Linked DNA regions of Gossypium hirsutum: region 1 is linked to region 2. A link is a contact called in public Hi-C data. All regions are on one chromosome and are shown on one strand. Each heading gives the region's core, a stretch centred on a gene start, on an enhancer-like site or on the middle of the called end of the contact. The rest is flanking DNA. Distances are from core to core; before and after follow the strand shown.

What was found. A called contact is a pair of places that touch in the nucleus more often than the background predicts.
Region 1: a contact with region 2 is called in a Hi-C map of leaf, with 2.9 times the contacts expected there. The contact joins the promoter of LOC107891929 here to the enhancer-like site in region 2. A contact is called at or near these places in 5 of 34 Hi-C or Micro-C datasets (anther, leaf and petal).

The regions. Positions count from the first base shown.
Region 1 is chrD09:29,008,621-29,012,155 of Gossypium_hirsutum_v2.1, forward strand. It overlaps LOC107891929 (long chain acyl-CoA synthetase 6, peroxisomal), which reads left to right and starts at 1,317. Exons shown (of 23, transcript XM_041100274.1): 1 at 1,317-1,601; 2 at 2,247-2,307; 3 at 2,409-2,486; 4 at 2,607-2,678; 5 at 2,765-2,846; 6 at 3,043-3,148; 7 at 3,245-3,321. The coding sequence starts at 1,409.
Region 2 is chrD09:28,873,209-28,877,009 of Gossypium_hirsutum_v2.1, forward strand. No RefSeq gene overlaps it. Among protein-coding and RNA genes, the nearest start is that of LOC107891928, 15 kb to the right of the region's middle. Within about 2 kb of position 2,188, at least 8 of the 9 cell types and tissues checked have an H3K27ac peak or open chromatin away from gene starts, as enhancers often do. A contact at or near this core is called in leaf, where this site is marked.

The DNA of each region.
Region 1 (3,535 bases), core at 67-2,566, 130 kb after region 2:
GTTTCAGAGTAAAATTCCTCTTATAACAGCAAACGCAAAGATTAAGGACGAAATTAAACCTTTATCACGCCAACCTAACTTGAATGAAAATTAAACATGGACACTAAAAAGGAAGCCAAGTTCACAAGCTTTCTACTTATCAACATTTGGACGTGAAGACAAGAAGCATTTATAGTGCTGACACCAAACATGCAATAAATAACTGACAACTGGGACATTTGACATGATTTTTATAAAACTATGTAAAATACTATTTAAAAAGTATCCAAAGTTGGTTAAAATTGTAAAATTGAAGATTTAAAATTTAAGTATTTTTATGGTCAAATATTACCATATATTAGTTTTTATATAAAAATAAAAAAATACTTTCATAATAATGTATTTTATTTTGTGAAAAGTAAGATTATTTTTAGTTATATTTTAATTAAGTTGATATTTTAAGTTAATTCATGATACCAACTTAATTAAGAGTTTAAATGATAATATAGATACAATAAATATATATTAAAATTTGTATAAATAAATTTATTATATTAAAAGAATAATATTTGATGCATCATTACTACATAAATCTAATGTGCTATTAATGAACAAAATTCTAAAACATAACTGCATCATTGAATTAAATAAAAAAAAGTGAAAGAATTATAAATGCTAATAATTTTATTTAAATAGAATTAAATGTTAATTATAATCATTATTTTATTATTTCTAGAGTTTAAAGATTTAAATTTTAAGATTTTGTGAGAGAAAAAATATAATATTATAAATAGTATCTAATTATATTTAAATAAAGTTGGTAGCATTTATCTATAAGTTTGTTATATTTTGTTATATTCAATAATAAAATTAAAATGTTATGTTTTTTTTTTGTTAATAATGTTTTAGATTCAAGTATCGAAAATAAGAATCATGAATGCAATTATGATATGAATGAAGATAATAATAATCACTATATTGTAACACAATTATAATGTAAGTGAAAAGAAATAACATCTTTGTAAACAAAATTAAATGTCTCTTTGGTTGAAGCTAATTAGGATGCCTTGGGTAGCGAGTGGCCATGGACTCTTGAGTAGTACCAAGGGAGAAGAATTCTGTTGCCGATTGATTGGGGCTTTGTGTGTTTGATCGGCTGCCACAATGTATTCTTGACTTGCTGCTAGCTGATACTATGGGTGTCGCCTTTTCACTACTAGAAGACATAATCATTAAAATATGTTACAACTGAGTTAGAACTTGGTTAGTGATAAATCTAGATGATGAAAATTAGACGCAATATAAAGACAAAATTGTCCCTTTCCATTCTTTATTCATTTGAGTCATCTTTCTTTCATTCCGTTTCAGATCGATAAGTAGGAAACGCAAAAGGATAGCTCTTATCTAAAAACCGTAACGAACTCTTATAATGTCATCATTAAAATCCAAACGCGCCATACCAGAAAACGGGAACCAAAAAGGGAAAGAATTCACCTCAATGGATTCCACCACAGCTCAACGTCGACTTAACACCATTCATGCCCACCTTGTTTCAGCCGTTGAATCCGCCTTTTCTCATTCCCACCTCCGCTCTTCCCCAACCGCTGCTGAGTTCCTCTCTGGTACGTTTCAGATGAAAATTGCTTTCTCTGCTTTGGGAGGTTGCTTTAGGCTTAATATTCCCTTCCATTAAAAAAGTAACATCTTTTTATCAGTACTATAAATGTATATCCTGGGTCTGGGATGGTCTTGATTGATTGTTCTTTTTTCATTGGTCTATCTTATTATGATGTAGAAACTGGAAAAGATTCTTCTTAAAATAAAATCTGGCAATTATGCATAAGAAGCATAAACTTGACAGTTCATTAAGACCTTTCGATCGTAGAATTTTGAGGACCGTATTTCAGATAGAGACCAATAAGTATTTTGGTTGGATTTAATTTGTATCATAAGTATTTCGATCATTGTTGCAGATCGGTCGCAGGGGAAATAATAATTGGTTTGAAGGGTTACTGGTGTCTTTCTTGAACTAATTCTAGAGGGTAAAACAATAGTTTGAGTTTGAATTTGAAGTAATGGTTGCATGTTTATGTGAAAATGAGCTTGTTTGTAGGAAGTGACCATGTATTTTGAGGCAGAGGAAGAGATGTTAGCAGCTGATAGCCAATTCATCTGATTTATCATTCAGAAGCTGCCATCTATTGCTAATTTTTTCTGTGATTAACTAACATATGTTCATATTGATATTGAAATTGATCTTTGAGCAGAACAGAATTACAGTGTTGTGCTGCCAGAGAAATTGCAGACAGGAAAATGGAATGTATACAGGTAACACTCTGCTACTATCCTTTATTCTTCTTTTTGGTCTCTGCCTTATCCCATCTTTGTTCGGCTGTTGTCTTATTTTTCAACTTTATGCCTTATGGCAGATCTGCTCGCTCTCCGTTGAAGCTAGTATCGCGATTTCCCGATCATCCTGATATTGGTACATTGCACGACAATTTTTTGTAAGCATCTTCTTTTAGATAGTGTGTGGCTATTGTCCAATGCATCAATGCTTTATCATCAATTTCATTTTGAAGTACATCCGATGGTTTCTTCACTTACTGATTTTTTTTATTATTTAGACTCACCGTTGATTTCTTCGGAGATAACAATTATCTCGGTACAAGAATTCGAGTCGATGGAACGGTTGGAGAGTATGTTTCCTTTTGACAAAATGAAGGTCACATTTTGTTGTCAAAGTTCATTCACTGCCTTTCATTTTTATGTTCTATTCATCAAGGTATAAGTGGATGACATACCGAGAAGCTGCAACAGCTCGAACAGCCATTGGTTGCGGCCTAATACATCATGGAATACTAAAGGTAGAGTGGTTTTTCAGTAATAATTATATGTTTATATTACCAGGTGAACATATGTGCATCACTCTGTCAGTCAAACTCGTTCATCATTTCTTGAAGTATCTCTCTCTGACCTTTGACACACATGAAAAAACATAAAAAAATCTGAACATATCTGTATCCGACACTAACACCTCAAGTTTTGCTTTTATAATGACAGGGCTCTTGTATTGGATTATATTTCATCAATAGACCAGAATGGATCATTGCTGATCATGCTTGCTCTGCGTATTCCCTTATATCAGTTCCTTTATATGACACTCTAGGTTTGCCACTGCCCCAAATGCTTTCCTTTTCGATTAATGTTTGTCCAACTTGGCCTACTGCTAAGATGCTATGTCGAAAATCATGTTTCTCTGCAGGTCCAGATGCTGTCAAGTACATCATAAATCACGCGGAACTAAAAGCCGTATTTTGCGTGCCTCAGACTTTGAATCCTGTAAGTTCAACCCTTAAATGGTGCATGCATGATTTGAAATGTTGGTTCTTTAGGATAAAAATAAACTTATAAGAAATTAACGAAGGCTTCAAAGCATGTATTAAAGCCACTTTAAGGTTCTATTCGCCCCCACTTATATTATTTTAGTCTGTAAGAGAATAGAAAAAAAAAATTTGATGTGTCAAACAAATAAAATTTGACTCCTATTTATAGG
Region 2 (3,801 bases), core at 938-3,437:
GATTTTACAAATGTGCTCAAATGAAGGCCAAACATTTAAAAATGATCAAATAAGGGCCAAACCTTTTTGAAAGTTCTCAAATAAGGCCTTCTCAAATGCCATATATCATGTTTCAAATTATGTTTTATTATTTTTTTTCAAGTAATATTTGATTAAGCTATAATGTATTTTATTCTAAACATGTTAGCATTTACCTGATTTTTACTATAAACTTAGCTGACGTGCTTGGAAAACCCTTATTTGAGCTTTTTTCTAAAGATTAGCACATTATATGAATATTTTGAAAGGTTTGACCCTTATGTGAGCAACTTGTAAAAGATTGGGCCCTAATTTGAGCATTTAGCTTTTCTATTTTAATTAGTTTTTCAATAAAAATTTTAAATTACTTAATTTGATCAATTATCTATTTTTTATATTTTTTTTAATTTTAATTTTTAATTTAAAGACTTCTAAATTTTTTTATAAATTTTTTTATTGATTTAATAGATATATTTATATTATTTAATAATTAGTTTTTGTATTTTTTTAAAAATATTTAATTAATTAAAATATTCAAATAAATATGTAAAACAATATTTTTAATTAAATATAAATGTTAAATGTTACTAAAAAGTTTATAAATAATATATCGACACTTTTTAAATTAATGTTTTTAATACTTGTTTTTATTTTTACCTCGCATCACCACTATTTTCTTATCTTTCCATGTTCACCATTAATATTAGAAATTTTAGGATGATTGTTTGATTCAATAATTTTTTTTTAATTTTATAAGTGAAGTTAAAAGTTATTATGTATATGATTTTTGAAATTAGATTTATGGTTGAATTGGTTAGTTCATTAGTTTTTAATCTAATCGATTTAACCGTTGACCATGTTTCAATTAAATAAATTATTTAACATCATAAAATTAAAAAAAAAGTTATTGAAAATTTTAAAGACGAGATTAGTCAGTTCAGCGGTCAATTCAACCAATTTTTTTTATCTCAGTTCAATTAGTTTAGAGCGATCTATATTTCAACAAGTTCAATCCCTTTGTTTGAACTAATATACTAATTGATTCCTAATTCAACAAATTAGATTCCAACAACTACAATCTTGTACCATTAATTGATGTTTAAAATAAATAAATGAGACATATTTTACTTTTTCAACCTTAGTATTCCATATAATAATCCTTAGTTTTAATTGTACAATTAAAGCTATTATTTTTCATTAAATTTTAATCCTACCAACCAACCATCCTACCCAAGAGACGAAACAAGGAGAATGGTTATGAATTGGTGGAGAACCCTAAGAAAATCTTTGGCTGATGTTTGCAAATATACTGCAGGAATCCAAACAAACGGAAAGGGGATTCTAATTAGGAAAATAAAATCAATCCTACCCAAGAAAAAAGGGTTAAAGCACAACCACTAGTACCAACGATTAAGACTTCTTTTCTTATTAAATATCAGAATTCAAAAGTATTTTGGGTTTGAAGGGAAATTGACAGATTCACACACATATATTCTTTTCTTGTTTGACGTATTTGTGTACCTAACTTGAAAACAACTGTAAGAGATGGTGCATTATGGAATTATCCATTTCAATTCCCAATTGGCCTGCTATTTGTTGTTCTACAAAAGACCCCACATGACCTCTCATTTCTATGGAATAAGAATAATTGTTTTATCATTAATGTCTAATTTCATAAAATTATCTACATTTTTCAATGTTAGGAATCACGAAAGAATCCTATGTCAAAAAAGAGGACCAACAAATAATTGCATATAGATAGGAATCTCAAGCTAATTCCTTAATGATCTTTACCCTCACTGCATATAGAATTTGACTTTGGCTATTAAAATTATCCTTTAACAAACCAAACAAAAAACAGAGCAAAAAGGAAAAAAAGTCTGCTCTTTTCCACGTCTCTAAAATAGAGTTTTATTTTTTTGCTTTTGGGTTTTTAAATTACGTTGACAGATCTAGGGGTTTATTTGTTTCTTTTCGAGGCTGTTCGTCTTGTTTTGTCTTTGCGGATGGAAACGGAGCTAGACAGGCTGCGTATTTCGGATGGGATGGATGAGGAAGTATTACAATTTCGGGGAATTTTTGAAGGAAAAAAATAGGTAGTATGATCTATGTTTAGTGGGACGTTTTCTCATTGCAAGCGTGGTTCAATTTTAGGCTATGCGAAAGACTCTGGCAAATCTCTGGCACCCTTTAGGAGGAATTGAGATCTCAAATCTAGGGGGAAAGAGATTTTTTATTTTGTTTTTTTCATAAGGTAGATCTTGAACGGGTAATAAGAGGAGCACCTTAAACTTCCAATAATCATTTGCTGATTTTTCATAGGTTGAAGGAGATGGAGGACCCGATGTTGGTTCCTCTGTTTTTCACTCATTTCTGGGTACAAGTCCATGATTTGCCCCCTAGGTTTTATTCGGAGACAGTTGCAAAATAGTTGGAAAACTTTATTGGGGTCTTTGAGGAATATGATTGACAACAACTAAGTCGAGGCAATCAGCTTTTTATGCATATTAGGGAGCTACTTGGTGTCAGATCTCCCTTACGGAGGAGGAAAAAAATCCAAGTGTCTCCCAATTTTTTTTCCTACGCTCGTTTTAGATATGAAAAGCTTATTATGTTATGTTTCTTGTATGGGTGTTTGGGTCATAATGACAGTTCTTGCCCGATTCAGCTACGAGTGGATGAGAATTTGTTAGAGTTGGGATGGGACATGTCTTACGAGCTCCTCTAGCACGACGTGCAGCGGTAACTAAAAATGTCTGGTTAAGGAATAGTTGTATAGAGACTGAGGGTTCTAATGCACTCAATAGTATAAATCGTGTTTTGGGGGTTAAACTTGATGAAAAATTGATGGTTGGTTTTGGATAGGAAGAGAGTACTCCTTCGAGATTGGTTTCAGATCCGATGTTACATGACTTGGAGAATGATCCGATTGGAGAGATGGATGGAAAAACAATGACAAAGAATGAATGTTTTTTTCTGATAGATTTTTTGAGATCTTAGATTCTGAAGAGAAAAGGGGTGAGCGTCTACAGGCTTACCAAGCAATTTTATTGGTGACCACCAAGGGACAGGTTGACCGGAAGCAATGAAGCTCTTGTGTTGGAATGTTTGTGGATTGGGGATTCCACGAGCAACAAGGAGACTGCAACAAATATTGAAGCTTCATAAACCCCAAGTTGCCTTCTTCATGGAGACAAAGTTTGATTTGGGAAAAATGGAAATTGTGTATCGAAGAAGGGGGTTTTGTGTATGGTATTGACGTTCTTGTGGAGGGTACGAGTGGAGGACTTTGTTTGGGTTAGAAAGCTGAGGTGGAAGTACACTTACGGAGTTTCTCAAAAATCATGTTGATGTGCCTATATGGGGGGCGAATGATGATAATAAGTGGAAGATGACAGGATTTTATGGATCTCCTGAGTCGAGGAATCGAAATGAATCTTGGCGCCTTCTTCAGGATTTAGATAAGGATCAAAGCTTGTCGTGGTTAGTATGTGGGGATTTCAATGAGATCATTTATTCTTATGAAAAGAAAGTGGGAGCATTACGTAATGAAAAAAGAATGGAGGAGTTTCAGCGAATGTTGTCAGATTGTCAATTGGAGGATTTAGGTTTTGAAGGACCTTGGTTTACATGGGAGCAAGGAATTTTATCACATAACAACATTAGGGAAAAACTAGATAGGGGTGTGGCGAAATCAGCATGGTGGATAAATTTTCCTAATGTTGTTGTTCGTCATTTACCTCATTTTTTCTCTAATATTGTCCTCTTTTGTTGTGTACGGAT